2 separate regions of the Hordeum vulgare genome follow, and region 2 is linked to region 1. The links are chromatin contacts, called in public Hi-C maps. All regions are on one chromosome and are shown on one strand. The core of a region is the stretch at or near the end of the contact, and the rest is flanking DNA. Distances in the headings are between cores, read along the strand shown. Region 1 holds the start of LOC123449932. Region 2 has its middle 35 kb from the start of LOC123449932.

Evidence for each region. Hi-C and Micro-C count contacts between places; a contact is called where the count stands out from the background.
Region 2: a Hi-C map of seedling shows a contact between it and region 1, with 1.5 times the contacts expected there. The contact joins the enhancer-like site here to the promoter of LOC123449932 in region 1. A contact is called at or near these places in 1 of 6 Hi-C or Micro-C datasets (seedling) and 1 of 1 datasets of contacts at active chromatin or transcription factors (embryo).

The regions. Positions count from the first base shown.
Region 1 is chr4H:598,998,720-599,002,408 of MorexV3_pseudomolecules_assembly, forward strand. It overlaps LOC123449932, which reads right to left and starts at 1,635. Exons shown (of 7, transcript XM_045127302.1): 1 at 1-1,635. The coding sequence starts at 1,169.
Region 2 is chr4H:599,033,176-599,036,864 of MorexV3_pseudomolecules_assembly, forward strand. No RefSeq gene overlaps it. Among protein-coding and RNA genes, the nearest start is that of LOC123449932, 35 kb to the left of the region's middle. Within about 2 kb of position 2,071, at least 3 of the 3 cell types and tissues checked have open chromatin away from gene starts, as enhancers often do. A contact at or near this core is called in seedling, where this site is marked.

The DNA of each region.
Region 1 (3,689 bases), core at 385-2,884:
TCATGCCCATAGAATTCATGCACAGGGACCTGAGACAGCGCAAAGGTCCGGTGAGGAATCACGACGCAGGCCGGATCTGCTTGCCCCTTTGAACTTTTATCCTGTTTGTTCTTGGTCCCTTCGCTGGAGTTGACAGGGGCCAGTTCAGAGTTCTCATTGACAGTGAAGAAGACGCAGGAAGGATCGTCCTCGGCGAAGTCGAGCTCGTCGGGCCTGTCGCCCTCCACCACCCGCCACACCCGCACCACCCCGTCCTCGCCACCGGTGGCCAGGTACTGCCCGTCGGAGCTGAACCTCATGGCCACAATGGCGCCCTTGTGCGCCTTGATCTCTTGGCCCCTGTACACCGCTGACAATTCCTTTGACCGCTTCTTGTGTGGCCTGACCTTGACCCTGTCAAGAACCTTCCTAGAGCAGCTCCGGCAGGAGCTGGAGGAGGTGGAATTGGCCTCGTCCTCGTCCTCGGCGTCGAGGACGCAGGCGCCGATGCCCAGCCTCCGGAGCCACCCGAACCTCCGCCTCCTCCTCCGGCGCCTCGCCCTCGCCGCCGCGGACTTGTCCGGGGTGGAGGGCTCGTCGGAGGAGTCCTCCACGCGGCGCATCAGCTCGCGGATGAACGGGGAGGAGCCGGAGATCCTCTCGAATTCCGCGGCGGTGACCGTCCGGTTGGAGCGGCGCTCCCTGAGGCTCCGGAAGCTGCCGTCCTTGCCCAGCTCGTGGACCACGAAGACCGTGCCGTCGTCCAGGTTCTTGAACACGCACTCCAGGCCCTCCTCGCCGCTTCCGCCAGGCGCCCCCGCCTCCTCCGCCTCCTCCTCCCCGGCCCCGCGCGAGGGACGAGGGGCGGGAGAGGCCGGGTCCGCGGAGCCGGTGTTCCCCAGGACGACGATCTCCTCCTCTGTGGCGCCGGGCCAGGAGCGCGGCTGTGATTCGTGGGCGGGATCCAGGAGGCCGAGGGAGCGGACGAAGCGCTGGCGGCGCTCCTCCACGCTGCTGCAAGGGCCCGTGGCCCAGACCTCGAGCAGGGCCCCGGCGGAGAGCCACCCGTCGCCGTCCTCGCCGTCAAGGCGGCCGGAGCTGGCCGGCGAGGCGACGGAGGACGGCGGCGACACGACCTCCCTCGAGTCGAAGAACTCCTCCTCGACCGCGCGCGCGTCGACCCGCGCCATGGGCACCAAGCGGCCGAGGTGCTACCGCCACCAGCAGCACGCCAGCAAGAAGACAGCTTTAGCGGCGGATCTCGCGGCGCTCGGTCCCGGATCTCGGTGGCCTCCGTCCGTCCGTCCGTCGGCTCGGCTCCGCTCCTTTATGGCGCGCCCACTGCGTGGCGTCCTCTTTCTCTCTGGTGTTGGGGGCGGGCGGGCGGGCGGACGGACGATGCAGTGGTGTGGTACTGCCCCTACCCCGGCCCGGCGCTCGCTCGCTCTGCTATCTCTCGTGGGCTCCGGGTTGGGTGTCAAGCAGGGAACCAACCAACCAACCGTCCACCACACCACACCACACCACGGCAGCCAAGCCAAAAGCGAGTAGAGTATAGAGCGGACGGACGGACGGAGGGGAGGGGAGGGGAGTAGCAATAAAAGGGAGGCCAGAAAGCAGCACAGGAGCGAGGTAGGGGAGGGAGGGAGGGGAGCTTGATCCACTCCCTCGGATCGGTTGGGGTCGGGACTTCATTTCGACGATGACGGACGAATAATCGCCAAAGATAGAGAAATAGTACTATGTAAAAGAAAAGAAAATTTTCTTTTCTTTTTCTTTCTTTTCTCCCAGGAGAGTAATCGTCCGTCCAGTTGGGTTTTCATTTGTGATTATGAGAGACGGTTAGGTGACCCGTCATTGGACTTTTCAATTCAAAACGGGTTTAGAGGCCAAGTATCGTGTTTGTTTCTTTATATCTCTCTCTTTCGAGGTCATAAGTTTAGCTTGGTCTTCGTCGATCCCGCGATGATGACGACGACGACGACGACGATGATGATGCGTCGTGCAAAAAAACGATGTTTTGTAGCGATGGTTTTATTTTTGTGCGGCGTGGACCGGCAAAGACCGGGAAAAAACAATGAAGTCCATCGTCTCCAAGACTACAAGGTTTGCGCTAGTGCATCATTTCATATTTTGCAGCCCCTTATGTCTTGCCGGTCGGTGTCTCCAACACAACAAATACTGAAGACTGAAGTGACGGATGAAAATAAATCGTTGTATTGTTTTCTTTCATTTGCCGAAGAATAATCATCTAATTCGGTTTCTTGGGAAAGTGAGATGGTTGGGTGACCCCCTCAAACTCTTCTATTCAAGACAGGTTTATACGTCAAGCCTCGTGTTTGTTTGTTTCTTTCAGTCGTGACGGGCTAGAAGCTTCGCGTCATTTTCATTGATCCCACGATGATGACGTGTGCAAAAAAATGTTCTGTAGTAACGGTTGAACCATTCAATGAACCGGGGAATAGCGGCAACAATAAAGCCTAACTTTCCAATACTATGAGTATGTGTTAGTGTATATCCGGTGGCGTCTTCTATTTGACCGGCCATCGTATTGACTAAATACAATCATTTCTCCTAAACAAATATTGGAGATGGAGTGACGGCCACAATTTTTTTTTCCCCTTTGGTAGTGATCTAATGGTCTTATATTGTTTTACAGAGGTGACGGGTGAAATTCAAACCCTAGATCGATATCATATAGCTAAAATCCCAAATTATTATTAATCCGTTCATATTGATTATGTTAACTTGTCTAATTTATTCCATGCCACAGGTGAAAGAAAGACAACGGTACCACGGAATCAAGGGAGGGTTCAATCATTTGGAGCGTGCAACCCAGGTAATAGAAGGTTTATTTTCCCCATTTGAATCCCCAGTTTGTATCAATGAGGTAAATTTCTCTAATTTATTGTTGGAGAAACTATGAATTAATGCTATGGATAGAAGTGAAAGCCGCCTTTAATATAGTACTCCCTCTGCCCTAAAATAACTGTCTCAACTTTGTACTAGCTCTAGTACAAAGTTATATTAAGCTTAAGACATTTATTTTAGGACGGAGGGAGTATATAAAGTGGTACACATGTTGGAATCGATGTGTTGCATTTCCAAAAAGAAGACGTACATGTCAAATTTGACAAAGTAAATGCTGGCGATGGAAGCAGCAAGAATTTTATGCAAATAAATCAAAACAAAAACTTACTATAGTATAAAGGGTATAGGTCTAGATGACAAGTTAACGATTGAGACGTACGTAAGAACTGCGCCTGATTGCCCTCACCCCCCCTTCGCCTTTTCTTGCTCCATGGAGCATTTCATTTCAACGTTTATCAGCATTTCAATGATGAATAATCGCCAAACTCTTTTCATTCTTTTGCCAGAGAAGAATAATCCTCGAATTCGGTTTATTTGGGATTGTGAGATGGTTACGTAACCTGTCTCTTGACTTTTCTCGACCTCAAGGTTTTGGAGGCCAAGTTTCGTGTTTGTTTACATATATAAATCGTCACAGGTTAGAAGCGTCGCGTCGTTTTCGTAGTTCCCACAGTAATGATGCATGCAAAATGACTTTTTGTAGTAATTGTATTTTTAGCATGGACCGTCCAAGAATCGGAGAATTGCGACAACAAAAAAGCCTAACGTTTCCAGGACTACAAGCGATGCGTTAGTGTATCATTTATATGCATCGTCTTCTGTTTGACTGGCCATCGTAT
Region 2 (3,689 bases), core at 821-3,320, 35 kb after region 1:
TGTCATCCAAAGCTCGGAGTATTGTCCAACTTTCCAGCTACTGCTCATTAACACACATGTTAGCGTATCAAACACTAATTTCGGATCAAGTTCAGCGGAGGGAGATATTTTCCTGTGCTAACCCACCATTAGTTCGTCGTCACAGCCGTAAAAAAAGTCCATGCATGTACACCAAACAGATGTACGTATAGTAAAGCTGGCAATTTGAGCTAACTACACTGGTGTCTAAGCTAGCTTAGTTAGGCAGGCATCTAAAACTTGAAATATCTCGATGGACCGATGCCCTACCAACCGACTGCATGCATGTTCTGCGCGCGACTGCATGCATGGAGGGATACAGTACAAAGCACACATGGACGGCCGGTGCATCTTTGTTGTATGTATGTACTCCCTCCGTTTCTAAAATTTTCTTTAAGATTTTACTAAAAATCCACATACGATTTGTTGTATGTATGCACAAGGCTCTTTCTTCTTCAATCATCGGTCACATAGGGACGGCCTAAGGGCATATTTAAAATCCAAACGGTAAAACTAAGATATGGATAAAAAAAGATATTTTAAAGGTTTATTTTAGCTACGGCCGGACATACTGTAAAGATAAACTGTAGAACTGGGATAAGAGCTCTTTCCTTCAGCCCAGTAGGCGCCGCCCCTTCCCCTAGTCGGGTGCGCCCCATCGCCCGCCTGTTGCGCCCTGCTCCGTTGCCGACCGAGTCATGCTCATTGTCGGCCGCGCAGGGAGGATTCTGGTGGCCAGGCTTAGGTCATGGGAGGCCACGACGAGGTTGAGCTCGTCCTATTCGAACTGGCGGCGACGGGTTCCGGCATCCAACGGCCTTTTAAGGTGTGCGAAGATGAATTCCGACTAGTTTCAGATGGATTTCGACAAATTCTACGGCGGCGTGTTTGATCCGACGAGGTTTGACCGATATACAAGGCATCCTTCGACCTTCCAACCTTCAAATACAAGGGACTCTGATGTGAATTTTTGGTGTGCTTTAAAAACTTTACTGGTTAAAACATTTTTACGATTTTTGTTCCGGACATTCTTTTTGACCAAAATTTTATAATGGTTTGATCATTTTTAATAGATGAACAAGAGAAGCTGTAACAGTGGCCATAGGTAGGAGCTTAAAGCGGACGCATCGACTCTATACAGCACGTAGACATCTGTCCATACACACACCTTTATCAGGTGTCACACGGTGGCTCCGGCCATGCCATGCATTGTTTAAACCCCTATTGAGTGGCCTGTAGCTAGCTTGGGCACATGATCTCGCCATTTTAGATACTACGTACGTCCATCAGCTGATCAATCATCAGAGAGAGAGAGAGGGGGCTGGCGAACGAGTGAGAGAACGTGCATGCACGGACGATCATCATCGTCGACTAAGTAGTGAGTGGGTGGTACTGGTGCATGAGTGTCTCCATGGACCGTGGACGCATGTGTGCGGACGTACGTACTGGTACTATTATACCAGTGAGATGCTTTTGTGTGATTGGTCTTGGAATCTAGCCAGCATTGTTCATCGAGTGATCGGAAGGCTCCCAAGGTCGACGGAAGTTGGAGCCAGATCATGGAGTGAGCGCCGGCCATGCACGATCACATCGCATCCCACATGACGGACGTGGCCATTTCCACACTCGACTTCCTTCGGTTTTCCAACATCTTCCCTGAACTCCGACCAGTAATAATTCGAATTTGAAAACAATGTACATGTATATATACACTGGAGTACAACTTGAGTTGGCCACCGGCTGTTGCACCTAAGCTAGCTGGCGAGGGAGAGGGATATAATGCGCGTGGCCATGCATGCATATGTACCGCGCGCATGCACAGTCGTGATGGTCGATATGAGGAGGAGGAGTACCGGATGACAGTGTGTTTGGCGCAGGATCGACGGACGACGTGTTACCGGTCGACTTATAAATTACCGTCCGTGGCCGGACCCCGGGACGGCCGGGGAAAGCGCACAACGTACGTACAACGTGAATAGGAGTAGATAGATGCTGCGTTCGTTGGATCGCTACAGCAAAACAACAATTATCGGTATCGCTGACAAAGAGGACAGCGAATTGCGTGGAAAGGATGGACACTGTTCCGGCACCTTCCGCGTACCCACGTACTCCTACAAGAGGCCAACTCCAACGGACACCCATAACAGACGTCAGTTTTTGTCCGAGTTGTTTTCCTGAATGCCTTGGTCGTGTGTCTCATGCGCGGATGCGACCGAGTGGTATCCCTATGTATACACTTTTTAGCCATCGAAACTCACTTTTTTACTTAATGATGGACGGCATTTTTGATACATTGGTGTACATAATTCATCAATTCTTTGTTAGGAGACCAAGACTAAAATTACAAAAATCATAATTAGACATTTTAAAGACATTAAACTACCATAACTGCTCCGTAAGTTGGATTAATATTTTTTCTATGTCGTTGTTGTTGATCTATGGCTTTTTTTAGCTTGCACACTTCTTTCTTATTTGATTCTAAAGAAGTAGATGTTTTTTGCATCTAAATTCATCTCTAGCCTCTATTCTATCAATGAGTGCACATGCATCTATTAGATTTTATGTTATCAATAGATCGATGTATTCTTCTTCTCAATACAAAAACTTGCATTCAACCTACACACAAATCTGAGCAAACAATGAAACTACCGAAATTGAGTTGAATCTTGTGAACCACCGAATCAAAATAAGCATTTACCCCACTTTTTTGCACTTGAAGAACACCCATCCGGAATGTTCCGGAGTGATAAAAACGCGACACACGACCTGCAGCAGGTAGCCGTCACACTTTATGAACAACAACGACGAACTAATGAGCCGCTGGGACAACGCCGAGCCCGGACAACGATTAGGTGTGTTCTTGTCGGAAAACCGTCAATGAGATAGATCTGAACGACTAGAGGTGGAGCCAATACCCGCATGCAGAGCAGAGGCATTGTTAGGGTTGTGTGTTTCGATACCCGCCCAATCCATGACAAGGCACAATCACCGACGACCGGATGGGCTAAGTCTTGCCGCCGTAGATCTAGCAGTTGATGGCCTTCTTTTTGTGACGGTGCAATGATCAAGCCGTCCGTATGTTTGTGACGGGTTTGGAACCCTCCGTTATAGATGCTCTAAGCTACAAGGTCTTGTGAAGGACTAGCCTGAATATTATTATTTTTGAACTTAGGCTAGCCTGATTAGTTATGCTCAGTTAGCATGGACTCACTGGAAAATTATTACTACTATTTACCAAACAGAGAAAGCGGTTGGAAGGGGCTAGCTTTGACCGGACAATCGCATCTTCGGAAATCCAGGAAGGATTTGACTTGACGTATCGTGTCTGCTCTTAATTAAGTTTTTTTTTGACGATTGCTCTTAATTAAGTTGACCGTTCGTTCGTTCATGCATGAGCCTGGTGTCGCTGTCCCAGTCGTCGTCCTTCTCTCCAGCAGGAACAACGACTGCTTCAGGAATCATGAATGACATGATATACTTCCTTCATTCCTAAATATATATATTTCTAAAAATTATACTACAGATTACATATGTATGTATATACACGCATTCTATATTATATAGATTAATTTATTTTATTCTTTATGTGGTCATTAATGAAATCTCTAGAAAATTTATATTTACGAACGGAGGAAGTAGCTGCGTCTTTAATTCTTTTTTGATTGCTGGTC